Regions from separate parts of the Mustela erminea genome. Here region 2 is linked to region 1. Evidence: chromatin contacts called from public Hi-C data. All regions are on one chromosome and are shown on one strand. The core of a region is the stretch at or near the end of the contact, and the rest is flanking DNA. Distances in the headings are between cores, read along the strand shown. Region 1 holds the start of PIGV (GPI mannosyltransferase 2). Region 2 has its middle 57 kb from the start of ARID1A.

The links. Hi-C and Micro-C count contacts between places; a contact is called where the count stands out from the background.
Region 2: a Hi-C map of skeletal muscle shows a contact between it and region 1, with 11 times the contacts expected there. The contact joins the enhancer-like site here to the promoter of PIGV in region 1. A contact is called at or near these places in 2 of 3 Hi-C or Micro-C datasets (skeletal muscle and spleen).

The regions. Positions count from the first base shown.
Region 1 is chr10:90,144,803-90,150,288 of mMusErm1.Pri, forward strand. It overlaps PIGV (GPI mannosyltransferase 2), which reads right to left and starts at 2,486. Exons shown (of 5, transcript XM_032302209.1): 1 at 2,042-2,486; 2 at 383-477.
Region 2 is chr10:90,276,976-90,282,461 of mMusErm1.Pri, forward strand. No RefSeq gene overlaps it. Among named protein-coding and RNA genes, the nearest start is that of ARID1A, 57 kb to the left of the region's middle. Within about 2 kb of position 2,631, the one cell type or tissue checked has open chromatin away from gene starts, as enhancers often do.

The DNA of each region.
Region 1 (5,486 bases), core at 1,236-3,735:
AGGAAAACAGTTTCTCCACCAAGGGCGCAAGACTGGCCAATAGCAACAGTACACTTTTCTCAGCACAAGGGGGCGCCTGCTGCTCACGCCATTACTAGGCGGCCTGGAGGAAGGGAGGGGCCGTCATCGCCACAAGGGTTTACTCATCAAAATTCAGTTCAAAGGCAAGCTTTTGAAAACCCCAGAGAGCGGCGGTAGTTTGTGAATCCATGCAGCATTTCCAGCATCTGACTCGCGGAATCGAGAGGAATTGTAGAAATCAGTACGGCCAGCTTCACATGGCCGCTGATTCCCCATCCCAGGGTGAATTCACTTTTTTCTTTCCTTCGCTTCCCACCCACATGCAGAAGAAAAGTTGGGGACAGAAAAGCACTTAACCCACCTCTGCCTCTTCACCAGGCTTCCATTCTTCCTTTCCTCTCTCCAGAGTCAAGCTCTAGCCCCAACGACCACAGGCTTCTTGTAACCTACACTTAGCTTATAGGTAAACCAAGTTAAAACAAAATAAAGCCAATGAGTTGTCCCTCTGGGCTAGTTGAAGACCTCGCTTCCCAACAACCCCTTTACAAAATCACAAACTCTTGAATTGGCAGGACGCTTAGGAGCAACTAGTTTTACTCTATTTTCCTGGGAGATAAATATGCCCAGAGTGGGGACTAATAAAAATCTCCACGGTTTAGACCGTGTGAGGCCAGTATAATTACCATCGCCGTTTTATGGATGTGGAAACTGAGGCTCATTGGGGTCATGTGACACACCCTGGGCTATATTTAAAGCGAATATCTCCTTTTTCCCTTCTGGAACCTCATGATCTTCCCACCGGCCCTCAACCAGGCCAAAGGGCATGTGCTCTTTCAGAGCCATGGTAACAACCCAGGACTCCCAACTCCGAGCCCAATACTTATCCAAAGACAGCGCATGCTCTTACTGGGTATGCTTAGAGAAGGGAGGGCCCTAGCTCAGACTCCGGAGAAGCCTGAATTGGAGCCCGGGACCCATGGGAGTAGGACAGCGTCCTCTGTACAATAGGGAAGTCTCCGTGACCCAGGGTCCTCGGGACCAGAGGCATCGCCGGCTGTCGCGAGCCAGGGGCCGCCTTCTGCCAACCCCAGCCAGGTCCGAAACCCATCCTAAGCCTTTCCTTTCGGACACAGTCCCAGGCGGGTAGTGGGAACCACCTCTCCCCAAAGGGGCCACGGTTCGGGGACACTCCCGAGGGGGCCGGTGGGGCCCGGCCAGAGCCGGCCTACGGCCGGAAGGCAGGGGAGGGCGGGAGGCTGTAAAGGAAGTGGCGGCATCGGGAGAACGCTATGGCGGAGGGGCGGGGCTCTCCGCTTCTCGGCGACCTCCGCCTCATTTCCCTCGGCCTCCGTTTGACAACTTCCCTCCTCCCCAAAAACTCCAATGCTCCCAAGCTGGCGCCGAGTCCGTAGCCCCAGCCCATCTCGACCTCCCAGGCGGAGCCCGAACCTCAGCTCCTTCATCCGGGACCCCGAGCGGCCTGCGCCTGCGCACCAGCTCCGCCAAGGCGGCCCCGCCCCCCTCCTGCCCGGTCTCGGAGCTGCCCCGCCCCCCTCCGCGGCGGCCATCTTGACTCCGGGCGCGCGGGGCGGGGACGCCTTAGCACCAAGAGTCTGTGCCCTCCGCCGTGGCACCTTCCCGCCTTGGTGACACCTGAAGAGTTCCCGCCGGCGCTTCGCGCGCCTCAGGTCCCCTCCCTAGCCTTCAGTTAGCCCGTCCGTGCTACTGTGGCAGAGTCGGCGTTCTCGCCCGGTTGCAGCCCACAAACATCCACTGAGTTCCCGACGTGTTTGTGCGGAGGAGGCTCTTGGGGCCTCTGCACCGAAGCCAGAGCCGCACTTTCCCTGCCGTCAGGCGTCAACCGCTCAGCACAGGGCCTGGCACACAATAGATGGTCTCTGAATAGAAAGAGGAGCCTTGGGGTTTCTGTGGCCAGCGTCCGGTGTGAGGAAAGTGGGGGGATCCCCCTGCCTTCCCCTTCCTCAAGATAACGGGGACCTAATTCGATCCTCAGCCCCACCTCAGGTGCTAATGAGGACGGTGCCGAGAACGCCCCCCAGGGCTCTTCCTCAAACAGTTGTCCTGGTAGGAAGTGGGGCCAAAAAAGAAGAAGCAACGCCCAAGAAGCCAACTCAACAAAAAAGGCTGTTAGGGAGGAGCGGCCAGTGGGTACCCCTGTAACGGAAACTGTTAGAACAACTTTGCACCCTCCTTCAAGGAAACAGATAATAAATCCTTCTCCGTTGGTGGATTTCTCGTTTCTCAGGATTCCAAAGCCTTCTGTGGTTTCAGTTATCGGTCGTCTAAACGGAGCTGGGGTCTGCGTTTGCCTCTGGCCACAGACCTGGCGAGGGAGGGGTTTATCTTCTGCCACAGCTATTAGTGTGGGTGGGAACAAAGGGATGGTTGCTATCTCTCCAGGCAAGCAAAACTGGCCTCCATCAGTTCTGTGGGGGCCAGGAAAGGCACTTTTTGATTCTAACTCATTTCAGACTCTGACACCCAAGCCGGCCTAAGATACTGTTGTGTGTGAGGTGGATATAGAAGAAATCACATGTCAGTCCTGAGTTGAAGAAGGGAAAAAAATGGAGAAGACTCTTCCGCAGTTTTTTTCACTGACACACACTTGTTCTCTGCTCCAAAGGCCTGTCAGTGAATCGGCAAGGCTGTGGTGCACACTCGTGACTGGGGCCTGAGGTTGTGGCTTGAATCTCTAGAACTCCATGAGGCTCCCAGCAGTACTCTGTTTGCAAGACAAAACCAAGCAATGAACTGTACTCGCTTTGTGAATTCACAAGGGAAAAAGACAGGCATTCTTAAGGGTTTCTCCATCCACACCAAATTCCCTCAAAAATCTGTCTGTAAAAAAGGACAGGGGTCTCTTGTGACAAGTCAGAATGTTTTCTAACAGCTCAACTGTCACCCGTTGAGAGGTAGAACTTTGTCCAGATCTTCAGCTCTACTTTCCAGCAATTTCTCCTTCCTTTCCTTCTCTGCTACCTCCCCCCCCCTTCCGCTCTGTTTCCTGTTTTATTTTCTGGCTCTTGCTCTGACAGGAAAACAAGAAAGCTGAACCTTGTGCTCTCAAAGCCCTGGCTTGTCAGAATGGAGGAAGACTAGGTGGGATGGGAGGGGGTTCTAGAAGGGTCTTCAAGGCCGTGGTTAAGTAATTGAGGAGGCAACTCTCTCCAGTCTGCTTTTGGAGTCTGCAGCTAAAATGGAGCCTGCATCCATCTACACAGGGAGCCAGCCGAGCAACCAGCACTGTGGGAGAGCCAGGGAGACAGAGACGTAGCCAAGGGTTCCAGAAAGATTCTATACCATCCAGTCACTTCCATGAAGAAGCAAATATCCCATACCACCAACAAATGATTTCATAATACAAATCCCTGACCTAAACAATACAAGCAGTGCATCACTGTTTCTGGAATCCTAGAAGGTAAAAGAGTTACAGCATTTCTGTGTCTCAGAATTGCCTGGCTCTGCTCTTGTGTTTCCTCTGCTTGAAATGCCTCACTGCCAGACCACCCTTTGGCCAGGCCGTTACCTTCAGGTCTCAGCTGAAAGGTGGCCTCCTCAGAGAAGCTCTCTCCCACTACCGAGCCACAACCAGCCCCCTGTACTATCCCATCACCCTGTTCTGTTATCTTCATAGCACCTCTCACCACCTAATTGTTCTGTTTATGAATTTTACTGCTCTCATTGTCTGGTTCCCTCTTACGGAATATAAGCTTGAGAGAGCGGGGGCCACATTCACTGAAGTATTACCAGCACTTACAACAGAACTTTGCGCGTTGTGTGTACTCAGTAAAGATCTGGTTTATAAACCAGTTTGTTTAACTGATACCTCTAGTTTATGGATGTGGGAACTAGGCTCAGAAAAGGGGGAAGTGGCCAGCCTTAAATGACACAGCTGGTGGCAAAGGCAAGACTTGCATTCAGATCTCCAGGCTGGCTTTTCTTCCTGCCACTCCACACTATTTTAAACTTTCTTGGGTTTACTTCTTTCCCTCTCGTCCTCTTGTTCCACACAACTAAGAATCTGTACAGGCTATGCCAAGAGCCTTGCATAGGGCATACCACATCTTAACAGCTCCTAACTACTCTTTCCTCTAATAAATTCCTATCTTATCTATTTGATTTAGTCCACAAAATTGGAGTTCCTACCATGTGACAGGGGATCAGGATGTAGCTCTGAGCAAGACAGACACAGTCCTTGTCCTCATGGAGATGGTATTAATATCTACCTCATGGATTTTCTAGTGCTTGGCCCAAAGTGCTTGATAAAGACAGGCTGCTGTCTTTATCATGGAGCCCTCACCATGCTGGGGCAACCTGACAACTCATTTCTTTCTGTAGCTGCCTTGCCTGGCTCCTGTACCATATCTGAAGATGCCCTTGGCCCCAGACTGAGTAGAGGAACAGACCTGTGTATCCATTCTCAGTAATTCAGTTTCATACACTAGACTTTCCACAGGCCCAGTCCCAGTCCCATGGGAATGATGGCATAGCTGACCCTGATCTTGGCTTTGAGGCCATGCCATTATGGGACAAAAGCAACCGCACTGGCCTCTGATTCTGTCACTGCCAACTTAGCAGGCAGGCAGGGGCTAATAACCTATGATGACAGGCAGCTGTGCCTTCCCAGAACTTTATCCTCTGTCTTTTCTCAGTGGGCATTCACTGGCAGTTTCCAAGGGTGCTGGGTGACATTTATATCCATCCTGAAATCTGGGGTGGCACCAATCAGGTTTTGGATGTTTCTTTTGGCCTCTGTTGTGTCATTTGAAGATGTCCATCCACAGCGGGACAAAGACCGCACTCGGCCTATCAACTGCAGGAGTCAAACACTGATCTTTTAAAGGCCATGGACACTAAATATTTTTCACCCTTCCGTCAGTGTTTGCCTTTCAGTAGTTAGAAAACCTTGACCCCACTGAGAGGCCTAGTGGGAAGGGCCTTAGCCGCTTGGGGGTGGCAGTGGCTGCAAGGCAAAAGAGCCAATGAGGTGGTGAGTATTGTTTGGGCCAGACTTGGCAGCTCTCCAGCTATGAAAGAAGGTTAAGGTCATTTGGGGGGTGGGGAGGGAGGAGCCTGGGAAAGAACTACTGGCCACACCCCTGGGTTCTCTACTGGCTAGGTTCTATTTACTTCTCAAAAGCAAATTACTCACAGCTCAGTGGCTAGCAGTTCTCTCAGTCTGTGGTAACTCCAGTCGGAAACTGGAGACCAGGGTAGGCTCCCCCTGCATTGCAGGGGAGCAGATGAAAGGAACCCAGGAAACCAAACTCCTAGGTAATGCTCCACACATAGCCCAGAAATGCACTTTCTAGACTAGAAATGGAGCTCAAGAGGCCCAGTACAAAAATAGTCATTAGCAACACAGCTCACCAAAATATAGATATGAAAAGTTTCCCATGTAGTTTTTTTCCCAGAAGGGTCCTAGGAAGGTGTCTTGGTTGACG
Region 2 (5,486 bases), core at 1,381-3,880, 130 kb after region 1:
TTCAGCTTAGGTCATGATCTTGGGATCCTAGGATGGAGCCCCTCCTTAGGCTCCACAATCAGTAGGGAGTCTGCTTGAGTCTTACCCTCTCCTTCCTCCCCCCTCCCCCTGGGCATGCTCTCTCTCACTCTCTTAAGTAAAATATTACTTAAGATTTTAAGTAAAATCTTGAGGCGCCTGGGTGGCTCAGTGGGTTAAGCCGCTGCCTTTGGCTCAGGTCATGATCTCAGGGTCCTGGGATCGAGTCCCGCATTGGGCTCTCTGCTCAGCAGGGAGCCTGCTTCCCTCTCTCTCTGCCTGCCTCTCCATCTACTTGTGATTTCTCTCTGTCAAATAAATAAATAAAATCTTTAAAAAAAAAGATTTTAAGTAAAATCTTAAAAACAAACAAACAACAAAAAAACCCAGCCCTGTCTTGTCCAACTTTATATGCCACAAAAGAAGTAACAGTGCTATCTATGCATCTAGGAAGTATCCATTTGCTGAACAAATATTCAGAAAGTGTTAGCATGCAACACTCTAAGTCTACTTAACAAAAAACCCTCTTGTAACAAATCAGGATTGGTTCTTAAGACCATCGTTATGCTTAGAAGACATCAGCCCAAAAAATAATTTAGAAATATTTACAAAGGGGCGTTTGGGTGGCTCAGGTCATGGTCTCAGGGTTCTGGGATTAAGCCCCATAGGGCTCTCTCCTCAGCAGGGAGTCTGCTTCCCCTTCTCTCTCTCTACCTGCTGCTCTGCCTACTTGTGCTCTCTCTCTCTGTGTCAAATAAATAAATAAAATATTTTTTTTTTTAAAGAAAGATATTTGCAATAGAGGGAAATCATGATAAAAGTGTCATTCAAAAAAAAAAAAAGTAACAAAACAGATCCATATTTACCATGCTCGGAATAAGTCTCAAATCATTGAATCTGAATTAATGAAATCTCTAGATATACATAAAATTACACGGGTCTCCTGTTTCCTTTTGTTCCCAGTTATATCTTTAAGATTTGTGGTACACAAAAGGCTTACAGCGCTTCCAGCTTTCTTTATGACACCTCTTGCAAGCCTCTCACACATAACTCAAATTAGAGCTGAAGCCCATGGAAGAACTGACTTTGGGAAGAGGAGGAATTCAGGATAATAATAACCAAACATTAACAAAAAGGAAAAGTTATCTTTTAAGATAAAATAGGTTTTTTTTTTAAATCGAGGAAACAAATTCCATCACAATGTTTTCAAAACCTTAAAAACTTCTCTCAAATGGGGGGAGGAATAAGAGAATTACAAGATCTAGGAGAAAACATGACACATCACGTTAAAAAGCGATTTTACATTGAACAAATAACCTCTTATCACCTCTAAGTCTAGGATCTCGAATTGGCCCTTTATCTGACGTAGTAAACACTACAGAGTTGATTTGGGGTAAATTGTTTCTATGGCTGTTGCTGACGGACTGAGGATCCCAAGGTAAAGACTGGGGGGCTGTCTTTCCAAGGTTGCTTGAAACTCTAGGAAATTGAGGGTTTATCTTTCCATTGTCAGTTATGGTTCAATCTGGGGAAGAACTCGAAGAATCCAGCCTGTTAGAACTCTGGGCCTTAACTTCCCCATCTGTAAAATGGAGCAGGCGATCGCAACTTGGAGGAAGAATTACAGGATCACAAGCTGTGGCTCTGCCAACGTGAAGGCAGCCACCCAGTCGGGGCAGGGAGTAGGCGGCGCGCGGAGGAGAGCGAGACCCGGGCAGTTCGCAGGAAGTGCTTCAGGGTTGGGAGGGGAAATAGAGGGCGGAGGCGGGAATGTGAAAGCCGAGCGCTCGCTGCGGAGTTTGTACCGGAGCTCAGGGAAGGCGGGGCGAAGCTGAGGTGAAGGGGTTAGTCAGTGGATAGGCAAGACGGGCCACCTCCCCCGAAAAGACAGGGCTGGGTGCGGGGGAAGCTCTGAGGTGGCGGCACAGGAACGTGGGGGGAGGGGGAAAGCGAACGCTCTCAGGAAAGGGGCGGGAAGCGCGCGCCACCGCGCGCATGCGCGCGCTCAGCTCTCCCCCGGCTCACAGGCCTGGGCTTCTGACCGCGCGCGGTGCGCCGACGGTGCGGACGTTAGAGAAGGAGGAGTCACGCGGCACCTCCTCGCCCTGGCGGGACCTAAGCGTCCTGCCGCGCGTACCCGTTGGCGGGTCGTCACTTTTTTCTTCAGTGGGGGTTTAGGTAGCAGGGAAAGGAAACACATTTCTCTCCCTTGCTCTTTTCGTCCTCCTCCCCCACGAAAAATGGGACGGGAGGTCCTGGGCGTGTCAGGGACAGTCCGCTCCGGGTTTTCCCGCCCACTTTAACTCCGTGTGCGCTTCGACCGCGCGGCGCTTCACTCCACCGGGCGCGCCCGAGCCCTCCGCCGGAACTCGTTCCGCCTCCCCCACACATCTTTCTCCGGCAATGCACAGTGGAAGCTCGGACCTCTTTCTCTGAGCTCCTCAGGCCAGGCTGTCACCCGCTATCATTCCGGGGTTGCGACTCTGACAGCCCCTGGCAGCTAGAATTCCCTAATAATGTTGCTCTGAGGGACTACTTGATGTCTCCGTGCGCTCGGTGGTGCGGCCGCGCTCTGAGCTCTTCCTGGAAACTCCCGCCTCGGGGAGCCAGGAGAGCCCGGCCGGGGGGAGGGGAGCGGAGGGGACGCGCACGCCCCCTGTCCCGGGAGAGGGCTCCGCACCCCCCGCCCTCCTCCCCGCGGGGAGGGGAGGGAAGGCGTGAGAGGGGGAGGGGAGGGAGCGGGGCGCGGAAACGGGGGGGGCGCGGCTTCCCGCCCCACCCCCCGCCTCGAGAACAACGGGTTCCCGCTGCTGCCCCCTGCCGCCCACAGCGCCCCGCACCCCGCGCCCCTCCCCGGCCCAGAGAGGGGCGTCGGGGGCGCCTCCGCCGCCGGGGCCGTGGGAACCGGAGCCGAGACTTACAAGAACTGACCGGTTTCCTGTCAGAAAACTTCCAGTTACTTTAGAGAAGTCGGTTGGGCCAACTTGGTCCCAGCCGGAGTTGGCCGCATTTCACTAAAGCCTGGTGACCTCCCTTCTACTTTAAAACAACGGAGAATAATCTTGGGGGAAGCAGTCGGTTGATAAAACCAAGAGCACCACCACGTTGCACCGCTCCGACTCAAAGGAAATTAAACAAAATACTGATTGTGAGGAATTTTTAAAGGGCTACCAAACAGAATGAACTCGGGTTTTTCAAGTTAAAGCCCCCACCCTTCCCCCGCAACTGTGTGTACACAAAGATTTAAGTCGTGAGCGTTTACTACAGCAGTACATCTGCTTGTAAGCTTACTTGAGTCTGTAGTCTAAAAAACCTTCGTGAACTTTTAAAAAGGCGTTTGTTTCTGAATCCAACAGGAAAAAAACCAATTCGAAAGAGCCTGAAAAAGTTCAATTAGAATAGCAGCCACATTTCAACATTTCCCAGATTTTGCAATATTAAACTGTGAGGGTTTGTGCCAAATTTTAAGGCAAGAATTCTTACTGCCAAATTACAAATTTCTCAAAATGAGGGGTGTTCAACCAAATTGCTGCCAGACCCCATAAACAGGCACTAACAGCACTGCTATAATTACACCTTATTATCTCCCTCTCAGTCTTCCTTGATTCACTGCCGGATAAAATCCTCATCCCGGGCGTCACTAGCTGGCCTTTTTCTGGGGCTGAACAATCGCACACCTCCCATTCCTCGGTTAACCCAATGCCTCTTTAGTTGTATAGTTAGTTGATCTCTATTCCATTCTTCGCAGTCCCATCTCTTCCTAAAATGTAACCCAATGGGATAGGTTATTCTCACCCCAGCTTCCCTAGGGACTGAAAAATGAAGAAGATGAAAACAAATTTATCGGAATTACCAGAAAAATGTATTCTTTGAAGAAAAGGATTTAGGCCAAAAAAACCAAGTTTGTTGTTTAACTCAAGCCCCCTACAGGGATTTAGCATAGTGGGTTGAATGCAGTTAAACCAGCTTAATCACTTTCTTTGTTCTGGGCTCTTTGCATTTATTTAATGTTGTATTTTAACACGATTTGACACAACCTATACTAATTTCTTCTGTTAGTGTAGAGTGTACATTGTAGACTATACATTAGCAAACTTAAGTTTCTGTGAAACCTTTGACATTTTGTAGAATTCCTTAGGAAACTGCTATAGGACCAAGACTTAAAAAGAGGGGTGGTTTTGAGAGGGGGTAGGGGGATAGGAAGTCATGTTTTCATTTTTTAAATCCAGAGATTTTTAAAGCACAAAAGATTGGCCATTGTAGACCACTTACTTAATTCTTTTGGTAAGGTCTGTAGTTCCACAGCCCTCACTAAGGAGTCATATTTACTCATTTTTGTCTGAAAGTTTTGTTGTTGCTGTTGTTGTTGTTTCAATAGGAAGAAAAGAAAGATAATGCTGGATCTCATCCCCGATAGATTTTAATTCTTCCAGCCTTTCTCCCTCTTCAATAACAATTCTACCCTGCTTCTCACCAGCCCCAGATTGAGGGGCATTCATTCACAAATGACTCTTGAGCCTCCTTCTGAAAGTCTGCTTCCTTATAAAGCCAAAACCTCAATACTAAGGCTCAGTGAATTAAGGCTTGTAAAGATGCAGGCGGAAAACTTAAATGCCTAGGAGAAATAATCTCCTTTCTGTTTTGGTGTTATCCAACATGAAGGAATATCTGTCCTTCACTATGTGTGAGCCGGACACTGTTCTAAGCTCTTTATACAAATTAACTCCTCGCAACAGGCCTAAGAAGTGGGTACAATTGTTGCCACTATTTTACAGATGAGGAAATTGAGACACAGAGAAGTTAAGTAACTAGCACAAGATCGCCCAGGCTGCAATCTGCAGAGTCAAGTTTTGAACCCAGGCTGCATCCATTATGCTTCTCATCATCCGACCTGGTTAGTTATCAGTTTAGCTGTCCATGGAATGAAGAGTAAGCATGCATTCACCACCTTTTGCCTTCAGATGACCAAGCTCTGGGTCGTGTTTTTTCCTCTGGAGCTCCTGTAAAGCGAAACTCGTTGAGATCTGCTTAGGAAAAGTATTTTCAAATCAAACTACTCTCTTGGCAGCCAGCCTCAGGCTGTTAGCATATGTATTGTAAATGCTAACCAGGATAGACACATCCAAATACACCAGATTCAGAACATGCCTACCTCACATTTGAAAGAAACAAGATGATTAGAAAGCAATTTGGATTCTCTGATTTTGAACTAGGTAGGATCCAGGAGGTGAAGCGGGAAGAGATGAGGTGATAGAAACCAAGAGAAAATAAATGTAACCTACGTGCCCATGCAGAGATCAGTACTATGCTACAAGGAATTGAGGATCAAGGTCATGCAGAAGAAAAGTATGTGCTCGTATAATGACGGAACCAGAAAAGGAACATAAACATCCAAACCAAGCACATGGCAAGGGAAGGCGATGGGGAGCAGGCTGCGTTTTCCCCCATATGCAGTTCAGATCAATTAA